Regions from separate parts of the Anas platyrhynchos genome. Here regions 1 and 2 are each linked to region 3. The links are chromatin contacts, called in public Hi-C maps. All regions are on one chromosome and are shown on one strand. The core of a region is the stretch at or near the end of the contact, and the rest is flanking DNA. Distances in the headings are between cores, read along the strand shown.

Region 1 (3,079 bases), core at 21-2,520, 120 kb before region 3:
GTGGTGTGAATTCAACTGACTAACCTGCTCCTTCAGAGTCTGTCTTTCTAAATAATTCTCATAACTTCTTAACTAGAATGTTATTTAACTAGAATAACATTTAAAAAAAAAATCACTTCAAAGTATTTTAAATTATCTTCCTTTCTTTTTGTCATTCACAAAATTTGGTGTAATAAATACATACATGATTAAAGATAGAACTACATTTTTTCTTACGTTAAATTTAGACTCCAAAAAATAAATCGGGCTGCCACTAGGGGATGCAAGTGCTTCAGTCTTTATAATACAAAAATGTCCACCTGTTGCTAGTAGTCTAGTACTCTGTGAAATACGCTGTTCACTGTGGTCCCAAAATTGAAATATCAGGGGAAAAAAAACAAGCACTAAAAAAAAAAAAAAAGAAAAAAGTGTATTTAGGATCCAGGGGCTTTTCAGTAACATGCATGGCACGTACAGAAGTTGAGAAACATAAAACAAGAGCTTTGTTGATTGCTGATGGCCATTTCTGTTTTTCCCCTTTGTCTTGGTTTTGTTTTGTTTTTTGTCTACTCTGGGTAATGTAACATTACCAAACCTTCCCATTATGCAGTGCACCTCAGTAAATGATTGCCACCAAATCAGTAGTGAAACAATTTCATATCCTGTTGTAACTAAGAGTAAACTGCTGCTTTTCCAGTTCAGAAAAAGAAAACATGCCCACCTGAATTTATGTTGGAAAGAGTTTGAAAATTAGTTTTAATTGTGTTTCTTAAATAGTGCTGAACATGCCTGTCTTTATAAAATGTGCTCGGAGTTCATTCAGCTGTATCTACTGGTAGTGTGGATACGGTCTGTTGAGCAGACAAAACCTACGATAAGGGAAGAACTAGTGAAATTAAGCTATCAACAATACAGCAGACCACTGCCAAAGAGAAAACTGTTTATTTGAACTGAATTGTTTGTAGGGGAAAAAAGGGTATTCTGGGTGAACAGGAATTGTTAGTGGTGTCTAATTTAATGATGGACTTCAGAAAACCAAAGGGTTTTTTACTAGCAGGTTTAAAAACCTTTCATATACAGTTAACATGTGATCTTTGCACATACAACCTGCTGTGACATTCAATGTGTTCTGTAACAACAAAGCTAGATTCAGTGTTCTGAATGCTGAAAACTAAACACAAAACCCAAGAGGAATGGGTAAAGGGGGTTTGTTGGGCAGAAAAGCAGTAAGTCCTGTAAAAGTAGCCCTCCTGGTAAGAGACTGAGGGTTCTGAAAGCCCTCACTGCTATGCTCCTTGCATGCTAGAGATTTCATACATCATACAAATTCAAGTCCTTTGTATTATGTCATTTAAATGTTTAGCTAATTTATTTATCGGTAGCTGTAGCAGTAGCAGAATTTTAATCAATTACTGGCAATGAAATTGAAATACTAACAAACACACAATAAATTAAGATTCTGCTACTGCTGATGTGGAGTGTAGACCAAATGAAAGCCTAGTCCTTCAAAGGATTTTTGTCTCCCAGAATTTATGCCTTTAAATCTTAGATTTCCCAGTGTTTGCAGTTATTTCACTTGGAAGGTTGGAGCTGAAGTTCATTTTGGAGCCTAAGTAGTCTCTTGGAGCTTCATTTTACAATCCAAAGCAGTAGTTGCTGAAGATAAGTTGCACACTATGCTCCTTTGGTTGTTGTGTTTCTACTCCCACACTGCCTTTTTCATTGTGCTGGGACAAACATTTGTGCTGTGCAGTGGACTCAGCTAGGGAACAGGAACTGTCTGAAAACTAATCTCTTCAAAAAAAAAGAAAAGTCTATTTTCAAGCAGATGATTTGTCAGGTCTGGTTCACTGCAAGGCCACAGTAGAGGCTGTTCCGGTACAGGGAAAGTGACAGTATAGGGATGTAAATAAAAAAGCAAGTATCAGTTGTGCTTCTCTAGAAAGAACAAGCTCGTGCCTGTTTGAGGTTTTGATTGTCCTTGAGCCACTGACCAGAGCCACAAACAAGTGTCTGAAGAGAACGGATGAAGCAGCTATAAAATACAAATAATGGCTAAAATACCTGTACATGAACTTAAGTTACCTGAATACACTACCGTCAGTCCTTGTGAGTAATATTTTGTAAGGCATGTCTTGTATATTTGCAATTTAAGTCAAAACAGTGATTTTGCAGTGGCTTCACTGATATTTCCCTGTTTCACCCTCTCCACTTAGTTTCTATGGTCAAGGTGAGACATATAATGCTGCATATATGGCTAAGATGTGGTCACATCGCTAAAGAGCTAAATGCATTATCCCCTTCTCATTTTTATCACTTGCAATTACACAACAACAGCGTAGCCACAGCCAGTTTAGCCACGTTAGCCACATTGTGATGACTGTCACAATGACAGGCACTGATGATACTAATGGGGAAAGGCAGATTCAGATCTGATCACAAAGTTGTTTTATCACCTGCAGAAACTGGGCCTCACATCTGTAGTGTATTTCAGACAGCCTTTTTTTTTTTTTTTTTTTTTTTTTTTTTTTTTCCTTAGCAGATCTTTGTCTGCCCTTGACTTTTGCAGGGGTCTAACCATCCGGAACTCCTTGCCTGACTGGCACTTAACTTATAAGAACTGTAGGGTGACTGGATTTTTGTGTCTCCATGAAGTCCATTAACATAGGATTAGGAGGCCTCTGTTGTTTTACAACTGTTGTTGAATGTTTCTTCTACAGACCTGCATTCTTAGATGAGTTTTGTTCGTAGAAACTGGAGCTAAAATACCGCGTTTCAGTTTTCCCCAGCCTCACTGTAACTCTTCTCAACTTTAACCTTTCTGTGAGTTTCAGTCTGGAATATGCAGCTGTTTTCTTTCTCTTCCACAAGTTTTTCACCAAACCTCTTAAATGTTATTCTTCCCAAGGTTTACTGTGTCTCATAAACAGCCGTGAGATCACTTGACTTGCAGTTTTTCAATACCATTCACCTGCTTTCTGTTTCTGGCTAAAAGGATTGACAGAACTGTCACTGCACCATCTCTAACATAGTCAGTAATAAAAGCTGGCAGGACAGGCATTTTTGTGGGTCTGAAATTCACTAAAACATATTTGAGCTA
Region 2 (2,777 bases), core at 216-2,715, 100 kb before region 3:
AAATCTCACAGAGTTCAGGAAACATTTCATTACTGGAGAATGCATTGAAAGGGCAGTGTCAAGATCTCTCAGAGGACCTCAAGGTACATTTATTTACCAAACAGATTTTTTTAAGGTTTTAAGAGCAATTCATGGTCAATTATAAGATCACCCTCAACATACTTTGTTAAAAACAAACAAAAATATTTTGTGTAGTTCCATTGGAACTATTCTTTCTTCTCCTGTCTCTATTCTTTCTTCTTCTCTAACGAAGTACCACAGTTCAGGATGTTCCAACGCAAGCTCTTTGTCTAGCTATTGAACTGTATGAAACAGTCAAAAGTTTAGCCATCTTTGCTGATAAACAAATCAGTATTAATTTTCTTTGAACTGTTTTGCTTCTTTTAAGGATGTCCAATAGGTGGCATCATCCCATGGAAAATATTAGATCACTACAGCTAGATTAGATATTATAGAATTATAGTCACATAATTAACTTAATCTATTTTCTGTATCACTGGGGAATCCAGCAGCTGTCTACTACTTGCATGTGTGCAGACCTGATGGAAGTAGGTAGAGCACGTTGTGCCTGATATCTGGTATGAACACCAGGATTGTTGGTATCAAAAGGGGCAAGAGGGAGAAGAGATGCCCCTCTGCACAAAATGGAGCAAGCAGCAGCACTGATCTGCCACTCCTCATTCACTACTACCAACTGATCACAGCAGCATTATGTCTTAACTGTCTTACATATGTGGGATTTCACCATCACCTCTCAGCTCTTCGTGAGTGGTGCAGTCTTTTCCTACCTCTTTCCACACCTAGGAAGAAGAAACATAGCAGAGCTGTATTTATATCTTGCATATATACTAGAAGTTTATTTGTGAGACCTTTGCAGCCCAGAAGAAAAAGAGAGTTTTGCACATTTTTTTTCTTCCAAAAAAACTCCAGAAAAATCAGCTGTGTTGCATTAGAACCAAACTGAAGACACAGTGAGCCCCAAAGTTATCTACCAAACATGACAGGAAAAACATAATCCTATCACTTCTGTAGAAATATATCCCTAAACAGTTCCAGCTAATCTTATTTATGGCTACTATTAAGTCAACATTCAAAATCCCTGATAAAAGCTGAGCTCCTCCGTGCTGATAAGGACTACAAACTGACGGGGAAATGTGATGTTTGTACTGAAAACCTCCTAACTTTGACTAAAACAAGCACTGCAGAGTCTGCCAGCAAGCATATGATTATGGGCAGGCAGAATTGGATACCCAGTAAAATGACATGCTTATGGACTGTGCAAGTCTTTCATGCGGCTTGCTCCAAGTTTAGAGCTTCGTGGGATCTTTGAATACCCATACAGTCATGGGAGGAGTTGGCCACCTACACATTTTACCACACCTTGGATAACAAAGTGCCAAAGCTGGAGCAAGTAAAAATGAAGCAGACATAAAGGGGGCCGTAGGGAGTTTGTGACACCCAACATCTCTGTACCCCATCCAAGGGGGCGATGGTGGCTGCTCACCAAGACTTCGCACACTCCGTGCCAGGTGTTCAGCAGCTGTTGGGCTTTCTGTGCTGCCAACAGAGGCTATCTCCATTTACTCTCACACTCTGCAGAGCCACAGTGCAGCAGGCTCACTATGTAGCTCCAAGGCATTCTGCACTCAACGATTACCAAAGCCTTAATAATTTATGTATGAATATCTGGATAAGCATTCCTTAATCAGTTACTACTATGAAGTTCTGCTCTGTGTATTAAGCCAGAACAACACAACCAAGTAAGCAAAATCATTTTCCTCTTAAGTCAGTAACAAGCCAGAGGTTCTAGAGGACTTCTATATCCAGTGTGTCAGAAGGCCAGAAGCTGTATGCAGAGTAGCATGGAGGGAGAAAGATGTAATGAAATTTGGCATCCAGTCCTCTACTAAATCATAGGTCAATAATTCAACACTTACCACAAGATGTCATTGTTATATGCAGTTTGTTCCTCTTCACAGGACATTAAATAAAAGAAACTTCTGGCTGAACAGAAAAGTCATTTCCTTCCCAGTTCAAAAGCCAAATAAGGTTGGATGTGACATTTTAACTTGGGCAGAGAGCTGGGTCAGAGGCTGTCAAATAGCTTCAACCCAAAACAATTTGGCCATGGGAATCTGTCCTTTCGAGCTGCCACATGAAGGCAGCTAAGTCTGTCACCAGAAACTTGAATTCAAGTAGATGTTTGCACGAGCCCTGATCAACAAGATTTCACTGTGCCCAGAGTGGCTTGTCTCCTAAGTAATGGCATTTTTCTTCTTTGAGATTTTGTCAGGCTGCGTCCCCACCGACGGTATTTCAAACTGCTTTCCTCTGTGATGTGATATTTCTGCTGATGTGAGTCAATTAAAGCAAAAAAGCTTTTTTATATAAGAAAAAAAAATAATATTCATGTTTTAATAATTTAATAATTCATGCATTAAGACACTGAATGCACACACCTCCTTTGCTGCTGTGGCAAGATACATACATGGATATTTCACATCACCTTTTGTAGGAGTGATGGTGTCAGAAGAAAGGAACAGGGAGTCAGATGGAAGCCCTACCAGCTTTACAGCTGCAGATCTGGGGATATGGCTTTCCCAGAGGTGCTTATTTTCTGCACTAAGCCGTAGACTCATGCTCTTCCATTTCTGTCTGTAAACCTCTTTCCCACTATAATAAATGTTTTACCATGAATTCTGCAGAGTAGCAAGTTTCTCTTCTGTTTGCTTTTATTCATGTATTTTCCTTACTGACATAATGTGTTTTCAGACCTG
Region 3 (2,700 bases), core at 184-2,683:
TTGCTCCTATTATGGATTTGATACTATGGAATGGTTGATTTAATCTTTGTAAACTTCACAGTGTTACTGGTGTAATACCACAACCACTGAAAAAAGCAGTCATCATTCAGTGTTTAGAGTGTTTGCTTGAGTTTTCATCAGCATCAAACCACAGTATCCAAAGCTGAAAGGCCAATCTAGGTAAATCAACAACGCCAGTTGGAGGTGTAATGGAAGTTTACAGCACTGGGGTCATTGTAGTTTTAATGCAGCTGAGACACAGCAAAGGGAGGAATAGGGTAATTACCCCACTGTTTTAGTGGTGTCCTTCCTCTTCCAAAACAAGACTTTTCTTCCAATAAGAACCTTCTTCTGGAACTGCAAAGCCCACATATATTTATCTGGGACTTTAGGATAAGTACAGATATTTAGCAGTGGTGCCTATAAGTTTATGCTAAAGGAGTACCCAAACCATTAAGCCACAGAGATTCCATGTGATTTCACAGTCTTATTGGTCTACTGGGGGCATAGTTGCCCCATTTTCTACCGGTTCTTCCCCAAAAGTACCAGTGCCTCATGTTTAGGATGAGAAACATCTTTCAGCTATTCTTTTTGGAAATAATGACTTATTAAGAAAGTTTGAAGCTGTTTTCTTGATTGAGATGTCAAACAAAATAAGCCAAAGAATGTCTTGTTAGCATGCTTAAATGATAGAGAAGGAACTTAAATGATAGAGAAGTTTTGAGCTTCCTGTGATACAGTAGCTATAGTTGTATCACAAGAAGAATATCTAGTCAACAGAATGTAATGGCCAAAATCATAAGCATTTATGGACTTCAGAATGCTTTACGCAGGTCATAAGCAGGAGTTTGGAGGGCCAGAGCTTTGATGTCAGGTGTCTAGTATCTGACATACTCATTCATCCATGTAGCCCATACTTTAGCATTTTGAATTATTGTCATTGAGGTCTGACAGATGGAAAAGAGATGTGAGCCAGCAGAAATACGTAACAAGAAAGATTACCGGATGAGCTTGTGTCATGTTTGACTCACTGTTGAATCTGATTCTTCCTGAAAAGTACTGTAAAAATCAGGAAGTAGTTGCATTTTTCAGTTAAAATTAGAGCGTTACTTCTGTTGAAATAAAACTGTGTGTATAACACAATTCTGCTTATAAAAATTGTTTTAGAAAGGAAATGAATTGCTGAACAGACCAGTAACAGGCAGTGGATGTTAGATTTCTTTTCTAAATATTGGATTTAAATTCTGTCTGAGATGTTAGTCACAACTGTTTGTTAGCCTGCACTCCTTTCAATCTCACTTCCTAGTGGACAGACATCCTTATCAGAATCATCAGTCTCTGTAAGTAATTGTTTCTGCTTCAGGCTGAAGACTAAACTATCCTCTCTCAAAACTGAGAAAAATCTTTTAGCAGTAGTATTGCCACTGTGGTTCATACTGTGCTTGTGCAGATAAGGAAATAGTGTCTGTCTCTTCTGCTGTCATATCTCATTTCATTCAGAAGCACTAGGCTTGTCTGAGCTCAGCAAAATTGCAGTAATAATACAATGAAAAAGCTAAATCTTCCAAAAAGATTTTATATTGTTTAGCTTGGGTAGACCAAAGCCCATTCAGTCACTGTAGGATATGGGATTCCTTACTAAGCATCTATCCTGTGTTTTGGTATAGCCGCCATTCAAAATCTCTTCTCAACACTTCAGCCTGATTAAATCCCATGTACGCTTACGGTTTTGGCACTGGTCACATACACATCAGCACTGACAGTGCCAAAGAAGCAGCTGTACTCTTACAAAATTGTCAGAAAACAGGTTTCCCCTACCTCTCACTCCAGTGATCTAAGCATGGTTTGTCCCAACAGAACACAACCAAATCATATAATGCCCTTTTACTTAGTGGTTGGAGTGCTAGACATGAAAGAGTCTGAATCACCATCTCCCTTGGTTTATATCCACTTTGCTCTGTGACATTTACAGATGGATGTCTTTTCATCCCTTCATAGCTTACACCATTCTATTATGTCAAATGAAATCTTGAAAGCATGCAAGTTCAAGGGATCACCAAGAACCCAGTGAAGCCCTGGTGCACAGAGGCAGAAATGAACATAATTAGGATACCATATAGCAAAAGATATTTATCTAATGTTTTTAAAAAGCTGCAGTGAAGGAGATTCTCCTTCCATAACAGATTCTGGTGCTTCATTACCCTACTATTATGAAAATACACAATATAAATCTTATTTTTCTTTCCCTTGCAGATGAGAAGAGCTATCTTCTTTACAAAAGGCATTGTGAAGACTGTTATATCTACCCTCAGCCTGCTCTAGACTAAACAAACATAGCTCCTTCAACCCGTCTTCAAAGTTCATATTTTCTAAACTTTCTATCAGTCTTATTGTTCCTCTTTGTACTCTAATTTGTCAACATCTTTCATGTGTTGTGTTGTGCCTAAACTAGACAGAGTTCTTCGTCCAAGGTCTCACTGGACAGAAAGTAATTTCCTTTGTTGTCTGTGACACATCCACTGATTTGAAGTTTGCCATTTTTGCATTACCACCCTCAACAGTGCATTTTACTCTTTCCTCTTTTCCATCTTCAGCAAATTATAGACATCCAGATTTCTTCAAATCATTTAAACAGGTCCCCAAATTTTGCTATGCAGGGCCCTGTTTGAAATCCCTTTCATTTATAAAGTGTGATGTCCC

What was found. A called contact is a pair of places that touch in the nucleus more often than the background predicts.
Region 1: a contact with region 3 is called in a Hi-C map of small yellow follicle, with 3 times the contacts expected there. The contact joins two enhancer-like sites. A contact is called at or near these places in 4 of 8 Hi-C or Micro-C datasets (skeletal muscle, small yellow follicle and subcutaneous adipose tissue).
Region 2: a contact with region 3 is called in a Hi-C map of small yellow follicle, with 2.4 times the contacts expected there. The contact joins two enhancer-like sites. A contact is called at or near these places in 2 of 8 Hi-C or Micro-C datasets (small yellow follicle and subcutaneous adipose tissue).

What each region holds. Positions count from the first base shown.
Region 1 is chr4:69,021,797-69,024,875 of IASCAAS_PekinDuck_T2T, reverse strand. All of the region lies in intron 7 of ACOX3 (acyl-CoA oxidase 3, pristanoyl), which reads left to right. Among named protein-coding and RNA genes, the nearest start is that of ACOX3, 13 kb to the left of the region's middle. Within about 2 kb of position 1,270, at least 2 of the 8 cell types and tissues checked have an H3K27ac peak or open chromatin away from gene starts, as enhancers often do. A contact at or near this core is called in small yellow follicle, where this site is marked.
Region 2 is chr4:68,999,164-69,001,940 of IASCAAS_PekinDuck_T2T, reverse strand. ACOX3 (acyl-CoA oxidase 3, pristanoyl) reads left to right here. Exons shown (of 18, transcript XM_038178270.2): 18 at 1-2,702. Among named protein-coding and RNA genes, the nearest start is that of ACOX3, 36 kb to the left of the region's middle. Within about 2 kb of position 1,465, at least 3 of the 8 cell types and tissues checked have an H3K27ac peak or open chromatin away from gene starts, as enhancers often do. A contact at or near this core is called in small yellow follicle, where this site is marked.
Region 3 is chr4:68,897,679-68,900,378 of IASCAAS_PekinDuck_T2T, reverse strand. No RefSeq gene overlaps it. Among named protein-coding and RNA genes, the nearest start is that of HTRA3, 21 kb to the left of the region's middle. Within about 2 kb of position 1,433, at least 3 of the 8 cell types and tissues checked have an H3K27ac peak or open chromatin away from gene starts, as enhancers often do. A contact at or near this core is called in small yellow follicle, where this site is marked.